3 separate regions of the Sus scrofa genome follow, and regions 1 and 3 are each linked to region 2. A link is a contact called in public HiChIP or PLAC-seq data. All regions are on one chromosome and are shown on one strand. Each heading gives the region's core, a stretch centred on a gene start, on an enhancer-like site or on the middle of the called end of the contact. The rest is flanking DNA. Distances are from core to core; before and after follow the strand shown. Region 1 holds the start of ZNF689 (zinc finger protein 689). Region 2 holds the start of BCL7C (B-cell CLL/lymphoma 7 protein family member C). Region 3 holds the start of KAT8 (lysine acetyltransferase 8).

The links. HiChIP or PLAC-seq counts read pairs in DNA pulled down with a chosen protein or histone mark.
Region 1: a contact with region 2 is called in an H3K27ac HiChIP or PLAC-seq map of alveolar macrophages. The contact joins the promoter of ZNF689 here to the promoter of BCL7C in region 2. A contact is called at or near these places in 1 of 47 Hi-C or Micro-C datasets (skeletal muscle) and 1 of 2 datasets of contacts at active chromatin or transcription factors (alveolar macrophages).
Region 3: an H3K27ac HiChIP or PLAC-seq map of alveolar macrophages shows a contact between it and region 2. The contact joins the promoter of KAT8 here to the promoter of BCL7C in region 2. A contact is called at or near these places in 1 of 47 Hi-C or Micro-C datasets (skeletal muscle) and 1 of 2 datasets of contacts at active chromatin or transcription factors (alveolar macrophages).

The regions. Positions count from the first base shown.
Region 1 is chr3:17,764,532-17,769,391 of Sscrofa11.1, reverse strand. ZNF689 (zinc finger protein 689) reads right to left here and starts at 2,652. Exons shown (of 3, transcript XM_021086420.1): 1 at 2,088-2,652; 2 at 1,760-1,873. The coding sequence starts at 2,292. It overlaps LOC110259905 (a long non-coding RNA gene), which reads right to left. Exons shown (of 2, transcript XR_002342364.1): 2 at 3,037-3,283. It overlaps LOC110259906 (a long non-coding RNA gene), which reads left to right. Exons shown (of 4, transcript XR_002342366.1): 4 at 2,470-4,860.
Region 2 is chr3:17,544,679-17,549,336 of Sscrofa11.1, reverse strand. BCL7C (B-cell CLL/lymphoma 7 protein family member C) reads right to left here and starts at 1,791. Exons shown (of 6, transcript XM_013995586.2): 1 at 1,510-1,791; 2 at 860-938; 3 at 413-521; 4 at 152-313. The coding sequence starts at 1,601. LOC100736818 (cardiotrophin-1) reads left to right here and starts at 4,087. Exons shown (of 3, transcript XM_021086414.1): 1 at 4,087-4,190. The coding sequence starts at 4,166.
Region 3 is chr3:17,371,131-17,375,438 of Sscrofa11.1, reverse strand. It overlaps KAT8 (lysine acetyltransferase 8), which reads left to right and starts at 2,329. Exons shown (of 11, transcript NM_001284366.1): 1 at 2,329-2,557; 2 at 3,983-4,057; 3 at 4,138-4,308. The coding sequence starts at 2,347.

The DNA of each region.
Region 1 (4,860 bases), core at 1,403-3,902, 220 kb before region 2:
CAAATGCAAGAAGTGAAAACTAATGAGGTAGGAATTAGCAATAACTAGGTCATGAGGCCCCCTAAACCAATGCTTCTCAAATTTTATTGGGAACCAAATCGTTTGGAGGCTGTAATGAAACAGACTGCTGAGCTCCACTTCCAGCTTTGGATTCAGCCCGTCTAGGGTGTGCCCCAAGAATCTGCCTTTTCTAATATATTCCCAAATGCTGCTGTTGCTTCTGGTGTCTTAAGGCCACAGAGAACCAAACCAGAAACCTAAGGGTTCACTCAAATTAACTGAAGCGATTATTTAAAAACAAAAAACAAAAACGAAAACACACACCAAACTTCCCTGGTGTCCTAGCGTTGGCATTGTCACTCCTGTGGCTAAGGTTTGATCCCTGGCCTGGGAACTTCTGTAGGCCGTGGACACAGACAAAAGGAAAACGGATTAGTTCCCACTGTGGCATAATGGAATCAGAAGCATCTCGGGAGCACTGGAACACAGGTTTGATCCCCTGCTGGGCACAGCAGGTTAAGGATCGGGCACTGCCTCAGCTGGGGTTTAGGTCGCAGCTGAGGTTGGGACCTGATGCCTGGCCCAGGGAACTCCATATGCCTCAGGGTGGCCAAAAAAAAGTTCCCGTTGTGGCGCAGCGCTAATGAACCCAACTAGTATCCATGAGGACGTGGGTCCGATCCCTGGCCTCGCTCAGTGGGTTAAGGATCTGGCGTTTCTATGGCTGTGGTGTAGGCCAGCAGCTACAGCTCCGATTAGACCCCTAGCCTGGGAACCTCCATATGCCTCGGATGCAGCCGTAAAAAGACAAAAAAAAAAAAAAGTTCCCCAAGTGACCTAGTTATAACCGACAGCAATTTGACAACCTGACTTGGTGAAAACTTAAAAGTTTTTAAGCAAGGAAATACCATGTCAGATTTGAATCTTAGAAAGACAGCCCCGCTCTTAGACAATCTGGCACAGAAGCTCCGGACAGTTGCAGCTGCCCCTGTGGGTGGATGTGGGGCTCTTCTACCTGCACGGCCTTTATCAGGGCCTTGCCTGATCCTGAGGAGAGCTGCAGATTCCTGCACTCATCAGGGTCATCCTGCCAGAAGGGCAAAAACAGGCCCTGCACCCCAGACCCCGTGCTACATAAGATCCCTTCAACCCAACCCCAGAAAACTCAAGAGGTGTAGTATCTTAGTCACAGCCTAGTTCAAAGCAGGCAGAAGGCAGAGTCCTAAAAGTAGGCAGAAGGATAGTAGCTCTTTCTCTTTTTTTATGGCCACATCTGCAGCATAAGGAAGTCCCCAGGCTAGGGGTCCAATTGGAGCTGCAGGCCATGGCCACAGCCACACCGGATCCCAACTGTATCTGCCAGCTATACATCATGGCTTAGCAGCAACACCAGATCCTTAACCCCACTGAACAAGGCCAGGGATCGAACTGGAATCCTTGGGGGGTACTGGTTGGGTTCTTAACTTGCTGAGCCACAACAGAGAACTCCAGTAGCTCTTTTTTTAAAAAAAAAAAAAAAAAAAAAGCTCAGGGATCCACTCACACAACAGACAACCGCAGGTGGTTAGTTTACAAACTGACAAGTGTATCGTTGGTGGAGGGAGGGACTCACCATCAATGAGACAAGAACCCCTAAGCTGTGAAAATGAACACAGTCAGTGGAGCATTACAGCATAGGTCATCGGTACCCCTGGCCACCAAAACACTGGACCAAGTCATTAGAGGCTGCAAACCCTCCACAGAGGCATCTTTCACTCACTTCTCTGGACTGTTACCCCCCTTGGGCACTCCTGTGGATCCAGGGCAGCCGGTTCCCAATCATCGGTATTTCGTTCCAACCAGGAGATGAGGGATGGTTTGGGACCTGCGCACCCTGGGGAAGGAGAACCAGTCAGAGGCCCAGATCGTCCACAACGCTGGGTAGATACATCTACCCGGTGCATCTCCTGCCAAGCCCCCGTCCTCCTCCCTTCACACAACCTGGTCGCAGGCCAGGACCTCGGACACTCTGGTCTCCCTGCCCTTCCCCCGCCCCCCATCTCCTCCATCCCTTCGGCCCCGCGGAAGCGGACTGGGCCGGGCCTCACCGAGCGAGCCCAGGTGGCCGTAGGTCTCCCGCATCACGTCCCGGTACAGGGCCCTCTGCGCGGGCCGCAGACACCCCCACTCCTCCGGGGAGAAGTACACGGCCACGTCCGCGAACTTCACCGCCCTTGGCCTCCTTCCCCTTCTCCGGCCGGGTCCGGCCTCTCCCGCTCCCCGCGCGGGGAGCGGAGCGGAAGGCCGCGCCATTGGGCCCGAGAAGCCGGCGCCACGACCGTCCCCGTCCCGGCCTCGGCCCCTGGGAGCTGGCTGGCCCCGAGGTTTGGGAGCCCCCGCCGGACCCGGGCGGAGCGTGCCCAGGGAGGCCCGGAGGGAACCGGAATCGGCCGCCTGCGGGGCTAACGGAAACCTTTCGCTGTTATTCAGGAAACTCCTGCCCGAACTTGGGTGAAAGGCACCGGAAGATGCCTTCGGGGAAAATGGCGGCGCCGCTACTGCACCGCCTTTGCCTGAAACACAGGCAGCTTCCAGCTATCGATTTTATTGACCGGAGCGCCATGCCGGCTTCCTAACCTCTTTGCCCTCAAGTGTGATGGCGCTGCGATTGGGCTTCACGCCCTTTTTCCCCCATTCCACGAGCTCATTGGGCGGCGACCGAAGATCGAGCATTCTGATTGGGTGATGCCAAAAGCGGCCTGTTTAAATGAAGCCAACGGAAACGTAAGGGCAGGGAGTTGGACTCGGCGTTAGGCGACTGCCGTGAGTCTGGAGGCGCCAAGGGCGACCCCACTTGGGATCTGTAAAGATCCCCCGATAAGCCGAGGTAGGGAAGGATTTGTGCGACGGAGCCACTCTGGCCAACCCGGGTCTGAGATTTCCCTGGTTTGCCTTATAGTGGCTTTCTCAGAGAAGCCTTCGAGGCAGATAGCGTGTAACTACCTTGTGGCCTTTTAGGGAGGAGAATTGGGCTCAAGTACCACGCCCAGCACATCACACATTTCGTCTTATTTATTTTTTGTTACCATTGTGTGAAGGGATGATTATCAACCTAGTTCTACTAACTAAGAAAATCTCAGAGGGGTCCTGCTAGTAAGGAAAGCGAGCAAAGATTTTGTCCATTGAAAAAAAACGCAGGACCTAAAAATTGCACGTTGGGGACTTTGCTGAGCACTGCAACCTCCCAGATAGCTCCGAGGAACTGCTCCAGAGAGGCAGGAGCCAGGATATATAGCAGTTTTTCCTGAAAAAAATAGAAGTTTTATTCTTTATAAAACTTCACACACACACACACACACACAGCCACGCGACATTTAGCCATCGATTTTGTTGAGGCCTGGTTATACATTGGCTAATGCAAGAGGCATTAATCTTATAAAACACAATACACAAGATATAAGTAATATAGATAATAACATTAATATGTTCATAGGAGTTCCTGCTATGGCACAGTGGGTTAAGAATCTCACTGCAGGAGTTCCCATCATGGCTCAGTGGTTAACGAATCTGACTGGGAACCCTGAGGTTGTGAGTTCGATCCCTGGCCTTGCTCAGTGGGTTAGGGATCCGGCATTTCCATGAGCTGTGGTGTAGGTTGCAGACACGGCTCGGATCCCCGCGTTGCTGTTGCTGGATTGGACCCCTAGCCTGGAACCTCCATATGCCGCAGGAGCGGCCCAAGAAATGGGAAAAAAAAAGACCAAAAAAAAAAGAATCATCACACTGCAGCTGCTCAAGTTGCTGCCCAGGTATGGGTTCAATCCCCAGTCAGATGCAGTGAATCCTGTGTGCGGCATAGGTCTCAGATGCAGCTTGGATTCAACTGCCAACCTGGAAACTTCCATATAACGCAGTTTTGTCTGTTTAAAAAAAAAAAAAGAAGCGTTCTCGTGGCTCAGCAGTGATGAACCTGACTAGTATCCATGAGGACTTGGGTTCGATCCCTGGCCTTGGTCAGTGGCTTAAGGATCTGGCGTTGCCATGAGCTGCATTGTAGGTCACAGATGTACTCGATCCCATGTTACTGGGGCTGTGGTGTAGGCCTGCAGCTGTAGCTCCAATTCGACCCCTAGCCTGGGAATCTCCATATGCCGCACCTGCAGCTGTAAAAAGAAAAAAACAAAACCCAAAGCAACCTGCAGTAAGCCTTCATTGAGTTCTACTCTGTCCAAGGATGGTGACTGTTACCTGAACAAATTACTGGGGAAGCACGTGGAATTCCATGATTGTCCCCCAAAAGGCAGAGTCCCTCCTCCTAATAGCTTTCCAGATCGCTAACTCAGTGGGACCAATGACTTTGGTCTATGAACAGGTAGGATGTAAGGAGAGCAGTGCTGTTCGATATACATTTGTTGACTAAACACCTGAATTCCATGGCTGTGAAATCTCGGGCACAAGGCAGAACTTCAGGAAAGTTCTAATGTAGTACAGGATACACTTAGGGTAACACTGGAGGACTGGAAGGGGAGGTTGGTGCAGGGCTTCATCCTGTACATCGGGGAGCTCTAGATCAGTCTAGAGAAACAAATGACCTTTCATTGATGTTTTAGTAAGACTGCGCCGGGAGTCTGCAAGATGAACTGATAGCTTTGTGCCTACTCTCTCTGCACACACATACTTCTGCTTGGAGAAATAAGAATGTAAACTTAGGCTGCAAAAGGAATAAAAAGGCAAATGAATAGCAAAAATTTCTTTTTGTTTGTTTGGGGTTTTTTTGTTTGTTTTGTCTTATTGGGGTTTTTTTTGTTGTGCCCACAGCATATGGAAGTTCCTAGGCCAGGGATCGAACCTGTGCCACAGCAGCAACCCAAGCCACTGCAG
Region 2 (4,658 bases), core at 542-3,041:
GAGGAAAGGCAGTCACTTTCCACAGGACTCAGGGATGGTCTCCAGAAGACTCGACACAGGAGGGGGACCAGACAGAGGACAAGTGGGGGGCTGCAACCTTGGAGAGGACAAGACACAGAGGAGAAGGTTCCTGGGAGGCACCTGGTCCTACCTCTCTCCTGGCCCAGCTGTGGGGGCTGAGCATCCTCAGGGACCCCTTCCGGTGGTCCAGCAGGTGACACAGGGCGGCTGGGCTGGGGGGTGCCCCCAGGGCTGGGCTCCGTGCCCTTTTGCAGGGAGCCTTCTGAATGGAAGCTCTGGTTACTGTTCTCATCTGTGGGAGCAAGAGCAGAAAGGGTTGGGTCTGAGGCGCCCAATCCCCTCCTTCATTCCCCACCGCTGCCCCAAAGCCCAGCCAGCATCCCCGACATACCGTTGAGATCGAGCAGGATGAGAGGGCCCCCCCCTCGGGGACTGGCGCCCCTGCCCCTCCGCTCGCGGCCTCGGGATCGCTCTGCGCCGCCACCTGCCCTCCGACGCTCCTGGGGGTTAGAGGACGAAGGGTTACAGTCAGCTTTCTAGTTAGTGCTTGCAAAGCCCCCACTGAACAAATAACGACATTGAGGCACAGAGAAGCAGAAGGCCCTCCGTGAGCGACAGGTTGTGCGCCACGGCGGCGGCGGCGGCGGCGTTAGGCCGTGAACTCAGGGGGTCTGGTGGCGGGGGAGGGGAAAGAGGCGGAGTTGCTAATAATTGTTAACATCTGTTCCCGAGGCTGCATGTAAGGTCTAAGTGGGGACTGGAGGTGGAGGCCAGCCGCCGGGAGGGGCTTGCCCGAGGTGGCCCAGATGCAGGGCCTGGTGTGGGGGAGCTTGCTCACCTCTTCCTGGGGGTCCACCACTGGCACCCACTTGAAGATACGCAGGGAAGTGTCACCCACAGTCACCCAGCGCTTCTCCCTGTGGGACGGTGGAGGGACGGGGTCAGAGAGGCCTGAGGAGAGAGCCAGCCCAGGAGCTGGATGTATCTGGGGATACGTGTGGAGGTGGGGGTGGTGCGCAAAAGAAGCGGCAGCGTGGCTAATGGGACTTGGAGGGAGAAGCCCGGCAGACCTCAGGGCATAGGTGGGGGGCGGGAGAAAGAGAGAGAGGGAGAGAAAAAAAAATAGGCTGGGGTCACGACGCGGCAGACCCCTGGGGTATACATGGAGAGCGCGACTATAGGCCTGGGACCACAGCCTCGAAGATCCCGGGGCACACTTGCGGGAGGAGTGTCAAAGCTTTAGGGGGCGGGGCATAAAGGGGGGGTTCCAGCTCTGGGAGGGCAGGGCTGGGGAACACGCTTTGTAGACCCCAGGGTGTAGCCAGGAGAAGAGAGATAGAGCCCTGCAGATCCAGGACGCAGCTGGGGGCGGCGGGGGAGAGGGGCACACCTAACACCTGGGGGCCACAGGTGGCGGAGGGGGTGTGGACGTGTCGGGGGAGGAATGGCCCGCCGTGGCCCGTCCCTGGCCCCCGGGGCAGCGCTCACCATCTCCGGACCTTCTCGATGGTCGCCATCACCTTCTTGATGTCATCCTTGGCCCGGCTCCGGGTCTCGGCCCGCACGGTCCGGCCGGCCATGCTGGCGGGGCTGGGGCCGAGGCCGAGCCCGCGGCTGGGCCGCCTCCCGTCCGGCGGGCTCAGGCTCGGCGCCAGGCCGGGGCGCCGCTCTCTCGGCCTGTCGCCCCTCCGGGAGTTGGCCGCGCCCTCCCTCGCTCCCCAACGCCTCCGCGAGTCCCCGCCCCGCTTCCTGCCGCCGCGCCCCGCCCCGGCCCGTCCCCGGAGCCGCCCGGCGGCGCGGGCGGCCAGAGCCCAGGCCTGGAAGCCGGCCGGCCCCGCCCCGACCGGGCCCGCCGCCTCCGCCTCGAGGCGCCCGGACGCGCAGCGCCCCCTGCCCGCGGCCGAGAGGGAGGTTGGGGCAGCTCGGCGACTGGACGCGCGCGGCGGGGCTGCGGCCGTGCGTTCAGACCACGTGGGCGCCAGGGGGCGCGAGAGGATCTGTGTCCCGGGTGCGACCGCTGCGCGTGGGTGGACCCTGGAACGGTGTGTGTGTTTGTGTGTGTGTGTTTGCGTGTGTGTGTGTCCCTTGCTCGGCTGCCTGGTTCTACGCTGCAACTATCTCTTCATCCATTCATTCTACAGGCTATTAACTGAGGGCCAGTTACGTGCCAGACACTGTAAATGTACTGAGTGCCTCTTCCACCCTCCAGAATGGCTCAGATGAGACCTTGCCAAGTGGAGGCGAAGTAGAGCAACTGGACCTCTCATATTTCTGGGGGAGTGTAAATTGATAGAGACACTTTGGAAAGCTGGCGCTTTTCTAGTGAAACCGAACGTACACCAACCCTGTGACCCAGCAGTTCCGCTCCTGGATGGTTAACACCCATCAGAAATGCGTGGGTAGGAGCCCCAAGGGACCTGTACTGGAATGTCCATAGCTCTGTTCCTAAGCGCCTCAGGCTAGAAACAACCCATCCACAGGGCCATGGAAAATAAATTGTAGCCTGTTCACACCATGGACGACAGGGCAAGGAGAGTGATGTCCTGCTACACACAACATGGGGACGTCTCGTGAAAGAGGTCAGAGAAGCAATACGCCCTGTGATCCCATTCAGAGAAAGTTCTGGACAAAACCAATAAATGGTGCGAAACACCGGGGAGAGTGGTCACCCTGGGGACTGGGAGGGGCTAAGAGGGGCCTCTGGGAACTGGTCAGATTCCGTTTCTTAATCTGGTGCTGGTTCCCACGGCATATTTACTCTTGGAAAATTCGCGGAGCTGTACATATAGGATGTGTGTACTTTACCCTGTGTCTATAGCACGTCAATGAAAAGCTTACTTAAAATACATGTGTCTTGGTTGATTTTGTTTGAGGCTGTGTTTGCCAGCAGGTATGACATTCTAAATTTGTGTTGCTGTGTGTGAATGTGTCAAGGGTGTGGCTCTCGGGTCTGTGTGTTTTGGTGTGACTATGTTCAGAGGTGGTTATGACATCATTTCTGGGCCAAATCGCTGGGGTAAAATCCCAGCTCTGCTTGTCCAGTGACCTCAAACAAGTCACTTATCACTATTTTCTCAGCTGTAACATGGGAATGAGTTAATATACATGTAACTCTTAGAACAGCATCTTGCGCATAGTAAATACCCAACAAGAGTCACTGTTAATATGCGCGTGATGGTGCCACATGCTGTGCCCTCTGCCAGTTGTTCCCTTTCTTCCTTTATTCTGGCAGTTGTCTGCTCATGGTGAAATACTTAAAGACACAGGGGCCTCCTTCCCAGTTCACATTACCTGCTTTTGTCTGTGGTCTCACTATCAGATTGAGCTCCTCAGGGGGCCAGAGACTAAGAATGGATCCCCTCTGGGGCCCAGAGCCCAGGACAGAGGGGGTACTTGGGAACCATTTGTGGGAATAAGTAAGTGTGTACGGACCGGTCAGCGTTTGTCCTCATCGGGTTTGTGGGTAGATGTGTGGGTGTGACTCCCTGGACCTATCTCTGAAGCTTGTTCCAGCGCAAGAAGCCTTCAGTAGATGCGGGTGTGTCGGAAGGGTTCTCTTACTGGTAAGACGAGGTGGTGGTCCCCTCCTAGTAGCTGTGACTATGAGAGCAAGGGCAGAAGGCATCTGCAATAGGCCAGGAGGTGTTTATGCCAGCAGGTGTGGCCCAAGCCTGAGGGCCCCCATCTCGGCCTCTCAAGCACCTGGCTCTCCCCTTCCCTTCCCCGCCAAGAGGGAGGGCCAGCACATTCCAGGCCTGCCAGCTGCGCCCTCTCCTATCCCCCCAGTTTTCTCGGAAAAAACAGCCCAGAGGCCAAGACTAACCCCAGGTCGGAGCCTGAGCCTTCTCCTCTCATTGGGACCCAGGCTGCCTCCCAGGCCCTGGCACCCAAGCCTGAGTCCAACCTGCAGACATCCTGCTGCCCTCCTCAGGCCCCCTCCCCGACGAGGCTGCGCAAGCAAGGACCTGAGCTCAGGGCCAAGGAATCCTGCCTGGGGCGGCGGGGGGCGGGGTGGTGAGGGGGGGGTAGATTGTTGGGGTCTGAGCCGTGATTGGCTACGCCCCGGCCACGCCCCTACCCTTTTCCCCCTTCTCCCCCCTCGGAAGGGGGGCGTGGAGGCTACCAGGATCAGCCAGGGGACAGCATGAACCGGAGGGAGGGAAGTCTGGGTAAGGGACTGAAGGGTCAGATGCCGAGTGCCTGAGGGGAGCAGGGGTCAGAAGGGCTGGAAGCTGGAGTCTGGGTCCCCGCCACCCCTAGGTACGGGAAGGGAGCGGCCTGAGTGGGGGAGAGCAGGGCCCCGGTGTCAGGTAACGAGCGGGTGAGTTGTGGGTGAGCTGGGGGCAGGGGCAAACGCCAGAGTTTAGAGGAGGCCTGGGGCTGTGCCTTCAGGGATTTGGACTCAGGAGGTAGATCCTGGGTTCGAGTACACCTTGGGGGAGGACTGGGGTCGTGGCTGGGACAGGACATCGGATCCTCTCAGAGTATCGGGAAAGAATCACAGCTGGGAGCCAGAGGGACGTGTAAAGTTAGAGGAAGAAGCCTTTGGCCACAGGGGCTGGTGAGTGACAACAGGAAGCGAAAGTCGAGGCTGTTAAGGATAGGGACCCGCGGGGCAAACTCTGGCGGGGCGGGGG
Region 3 (4,308 bases), core at 1,080-3,579, 170 kb after region 2:
TGCAGACCTTGCATTCATTTCATTTACCAAATGTTTCTGGCTCCCAGACAATACTGAAGGCCCAGGATGGCCCAGCTTCATGCCTCAGTCCTGACTCTTCCCTTCTGGAAGTCACAGGTTGTGGAGGTGAAGGTCACCAGACTGGGTAACCTTCCAAGCCACCTCATTTTTGAACCTGAGGAAGGTTAAATATACTCCCTGCCAGCCGCGCCTGCTGATGCCAAGGAAAGGAACACACGAGATTGTGCGCTGGCAGGCAACAGTGGGCCCTGGTAGGGAGGGCCAAAGGAAAGGCTCCAAGGGAGCAGGTAGGGAGGTGACCTCCCCTGCTTATCTGGCCAGGGAAGGAGAAGGCCCCGGGGGCCTGCTTGGTAGGACAGGTGATGGAGGTGGGGGATTGAGGGGAGACAGGAATTAAATCTGGAGGTCAGACACTTGCTGAGAATCCCCGAGCAGGGGGCGGCAAGGCTGGAGAGGTAGGTGGCATCAAGGTGAAGGGCCCTTACAGCCGAGAAACATGGGTTTTATTCCTGCACACAGCAGGGATCCATGGAAAGGCTTTAAGCTAGAAAGGGATGTTTCGGCTTGGATTCCCTAGAAATGCATCTGAAAGGGATTTGATGAGAAAGTGCTCCCACAAGGGAGTAGGGGAGGCAGAAGAGGGAAGGGCAGGAGGCCAGGCAAAAGAACTAAAGCTCTACAGGCACCGATGAACTCCTCCCTTGAAGGATCATTGGTTTAACGTCCATTTGAGTGGGAGCTGAGGAGGTAGTTAACTTGCAGGCTGAGAACTTTACATTTTCAGCTCTTTTGAGGCAAAACACCTTTATTAGCCTGAGGGGCAGTTCGCCAAAGAAGCCTCAGGTGCTGGCTTTTGAAAGCCGGTCAAAGGTAGTAGGAGAACAAAGGAGCAATAACAAAAGGTTCTTAGGGACCTGGGTGAATCATCTATAGAGTTCTAGGGGGATGGGGAGTGGGAAAAGGTACTACAATTTTAACCTTTTTCTTGCCTTGTCTTGTTTCATATGCTGCTGGCATTTAATGCTCCCCTCAAACCTCTTTATTTCCCAAAAGCCAAGTTACCAGCACTTCCCACTGCCATCCCTCACAAAGACTTGCGTGTTTCCTGATCTGTAACCTCAGACTTAGACCTTAAGCATTCCACTTCTCTTAGAATTGTTTTAAGCCCAATAACCAAGTTATAAGTCAAAGATGACTCACAGTGGCCAAAGGGAGGGTTTAATTGAGCACGTACTCTGCCTGGCATTGCTCAATATACTTGTTTTATATTCATGGGATATATCTATATATATCTATATGGTTCAACCTTTATAGAGATACTTGACTTATAGTTTCATCTTTGACTATGCTCTTGGAACAAACACATTTCTACACCTTCCCGAGTTGGGTCAGAACCCAGGATTCCTAATTCACTCAGTCCAAGACGCTCTCCATTATGTCCACTGCCTTTGGCCAGTTTCTGTTTAGGGGACCTGACCCTTTCTTTACAAAGGCTTGATACTGTGAGAGTGGTTTACTAGCTGTCCCAGGATACACCGTTCTGCTTCCCCCACCCCAACTGTCTCCTTTTCCCATCCTAAACAAAGAAGGAAGGTTCTTCAATCTTCAAAAACGGGATGACCTGTATGTGGCTGGCGGAAGGGGGGGGGTGGGTGTTAGTTCCAGGCTCACCTCTAAAGCCAGACAGCCAGGGAGGCTGCTCTGGCTCCGCCCTGGTAAAGTGGAGGCAGTGCTCCCTGATAATTGGCATATCCTGGCTTTCTCAGGCACCAGGGCCTTTTAAAAGATCGATCTGAGGAGTTCCCGTCGTGGCGCAGTGGTTAACGAATCCATGAGGTTGCGGGTTCGGTCCCTGCCCTTGCTCAGTGGGTTACCGATCCGGTGTTGCCATGAGCTGTGGTGTAGGTTGCAGACGCGGCTTGGATCCAGCGTTGCTGTGGCTCTGGCGTAGGCCGGCAGCTACAGCTCCGATTCGACCCCTAGCCTGGGGACCTCCATATGCCGCGGGAGCGGCCCAATAAATAGCAAAAAAAGACAAAAAATATATATATATCGATCTGAGACATCACATCCGGAAAGCCTTTCTCCGCTCTCCAACTCCAGGGTGCAGCCACAGTTCCAAACGTCAGCCAAGTAACTCCAGAGCAACCGGCACTGTCAACGTCAATCTGGTCCGGCGCCGCGGAGACAGCCGCACTAGCCAATGAGCGCCTGCTACGTCACAGACCCCACCCTCCAGCCTACTGCGGCCTCCGCTACACGTCGCTGACCCGGAACTAAAGGCGCTGTGCGGCGCCGGATTCTGGCGTCACTTCCACTACAGCGATGGCGGCACAGGGAGCAGCTGCAGCCGTTGCGGCGGCGACTTCAGGGGTCGCGGGGGAGGGCGACCCCGGGCCTGGGGAGAATGCGGCGGTCGAGGGGACCGCCCCGTCCCCAGGCCGCGTCTCTCCGCCAACCCCGGCGCGGGGAGAGCCGGAAGTCACCGTGGAAATTGGAGAAACGTACCTGTGCCGGCGACCGGATAGCACCTGGCGTGAGGGCGGGGCCCAGGGCCAGGGGGCGGGGTTTATGGCCGGGGCGGGGCCTGAGCAGGGAGAACGCGGAGTTTCGGGCTCGCCCCGGCGCCGCCTGCAAACCCCACCTATCGGGTGTTAGCCAGATTCTTCCTGCTGTGTATAGAGCTCCCGCTCCACTTCCTTGCCCAGTCTTAGTCTTCATTCTCTTGTTAACCCGTTTCCTCACTGGTCGCCCTTGACCCTGTGACTTCCCCTTGCATCCGTCCCCGACAGCTGCCAGCGGAGAGGAGCTCCCAGAACACAGAAACGAACTTCCCCTTTTCTTCTATTATTTTGAGTCATTTCCATATTAACCCCAGAATTCCTTAGAATGGCTTTCATCTTTGTGACCTGTCTGGTTTTAGCAGCCCTAGTAAGGGCCGTTGCCAGACCAGACCACGCTGTCCACTCTTCAGACCACTTATGCCCTGTGCTTGGAATGCCCTACCCTTTTCCTTGTTTAGCCGGCTAGCCCCACTCATCCTTTTAGCATCATATCCCTCGTGATGCCATTCTTGACTCCCTTCAGGCAAAGTGAGTCGTTCCTTTGTGTGTTCCTGCAACATTTTCTACATACCTGAACCATGGTATATGTACCATTATGTTGTCTTTGTCTTCCTCTATCAAAGTGGGAACTTCTGGAGGGCAGGTCCATCCTGTGATCCATCACTGTATCCTCTGTACCCAGCAGCAACCCAGCCCAGGATCAGACAAGCAGGGGTTGCCTTACTCATTTCTTTAATGGTCTGCTATTTGTCAGATGCTATACTGAAAGCTTCAGAGCCATTAACTCACCATTTGAGGCGGACACAGCTGTCGTTATTTTGCAGATGAAGAAGCTGAGGCTCAGAAGGCCAAAATAACTTGTTCAGTTAAATACAGCTAGGAAGTGGGGCTGTGTTATTTCACAGCTAGTCCTCAGGACCCCTGAACAAACAAACCACTGAGTATTGAATTTGGAGCCAGACTTAAATTCAGATAAGTATTAGCTCTTACCATTATTCAAATAGGTGAGCCTGGGTAAGCCTCAGTTTCCTTATCTCTAAAATAAGAATAACAGCCCCCGTCTGGCCCACCTCAGACAGTGATTGAAGGGAGTGGCAGATGTGAACAGGTGAGGTCAGCTTACAGTTGGCCTTGGAACCTGGGAAACTGCTCCTCAGTGTGAAAGAGCATCCTTTTTTTTGGCCGCCCTGTGGCGTATGGAGTTCCAGGGATCAGATCGGAGCCACGATTGCAACCTACACTGGATCCTTAACCCATCGTGCCGGAGCAGGGATTAAACCTACATCCTAGTGCTCCCTAAACACTGCCGATCCTGTTGTGCCACAGTGGGAACTCCTGAAGGAGCACTCTTGCCCCAGTCCTGCTGTCTTACTTGATGCTCTTTTCTCCCTCCACAGATTCTGCTGAAGTGATCCAGTCTCGAGTGAACGATCAGGAGGGCCGAGAGGAATTCTATGTACACTATGTGGGCTGTGAGTGACTTGGGGTAGCCCCGGTCTGGGTGGGGTGGATGGGGGTGGAAGGGCAGCCCCCTCATGGCCCGTCCTCACAGTTAACCGGCGACTGGACGAATGGGTAGACAAGAACCGGCTGGCACTGACCAAGACAGTGAAGGATGCCGTGCAGAAGAACTCGGAGAAGTACCTGAGTGAGCTGGCTGAGCAGCCCGAGCGCAAGATCACTCGCAACCAAAAGCGCAAGCACGATGAGATCAACCACGTGC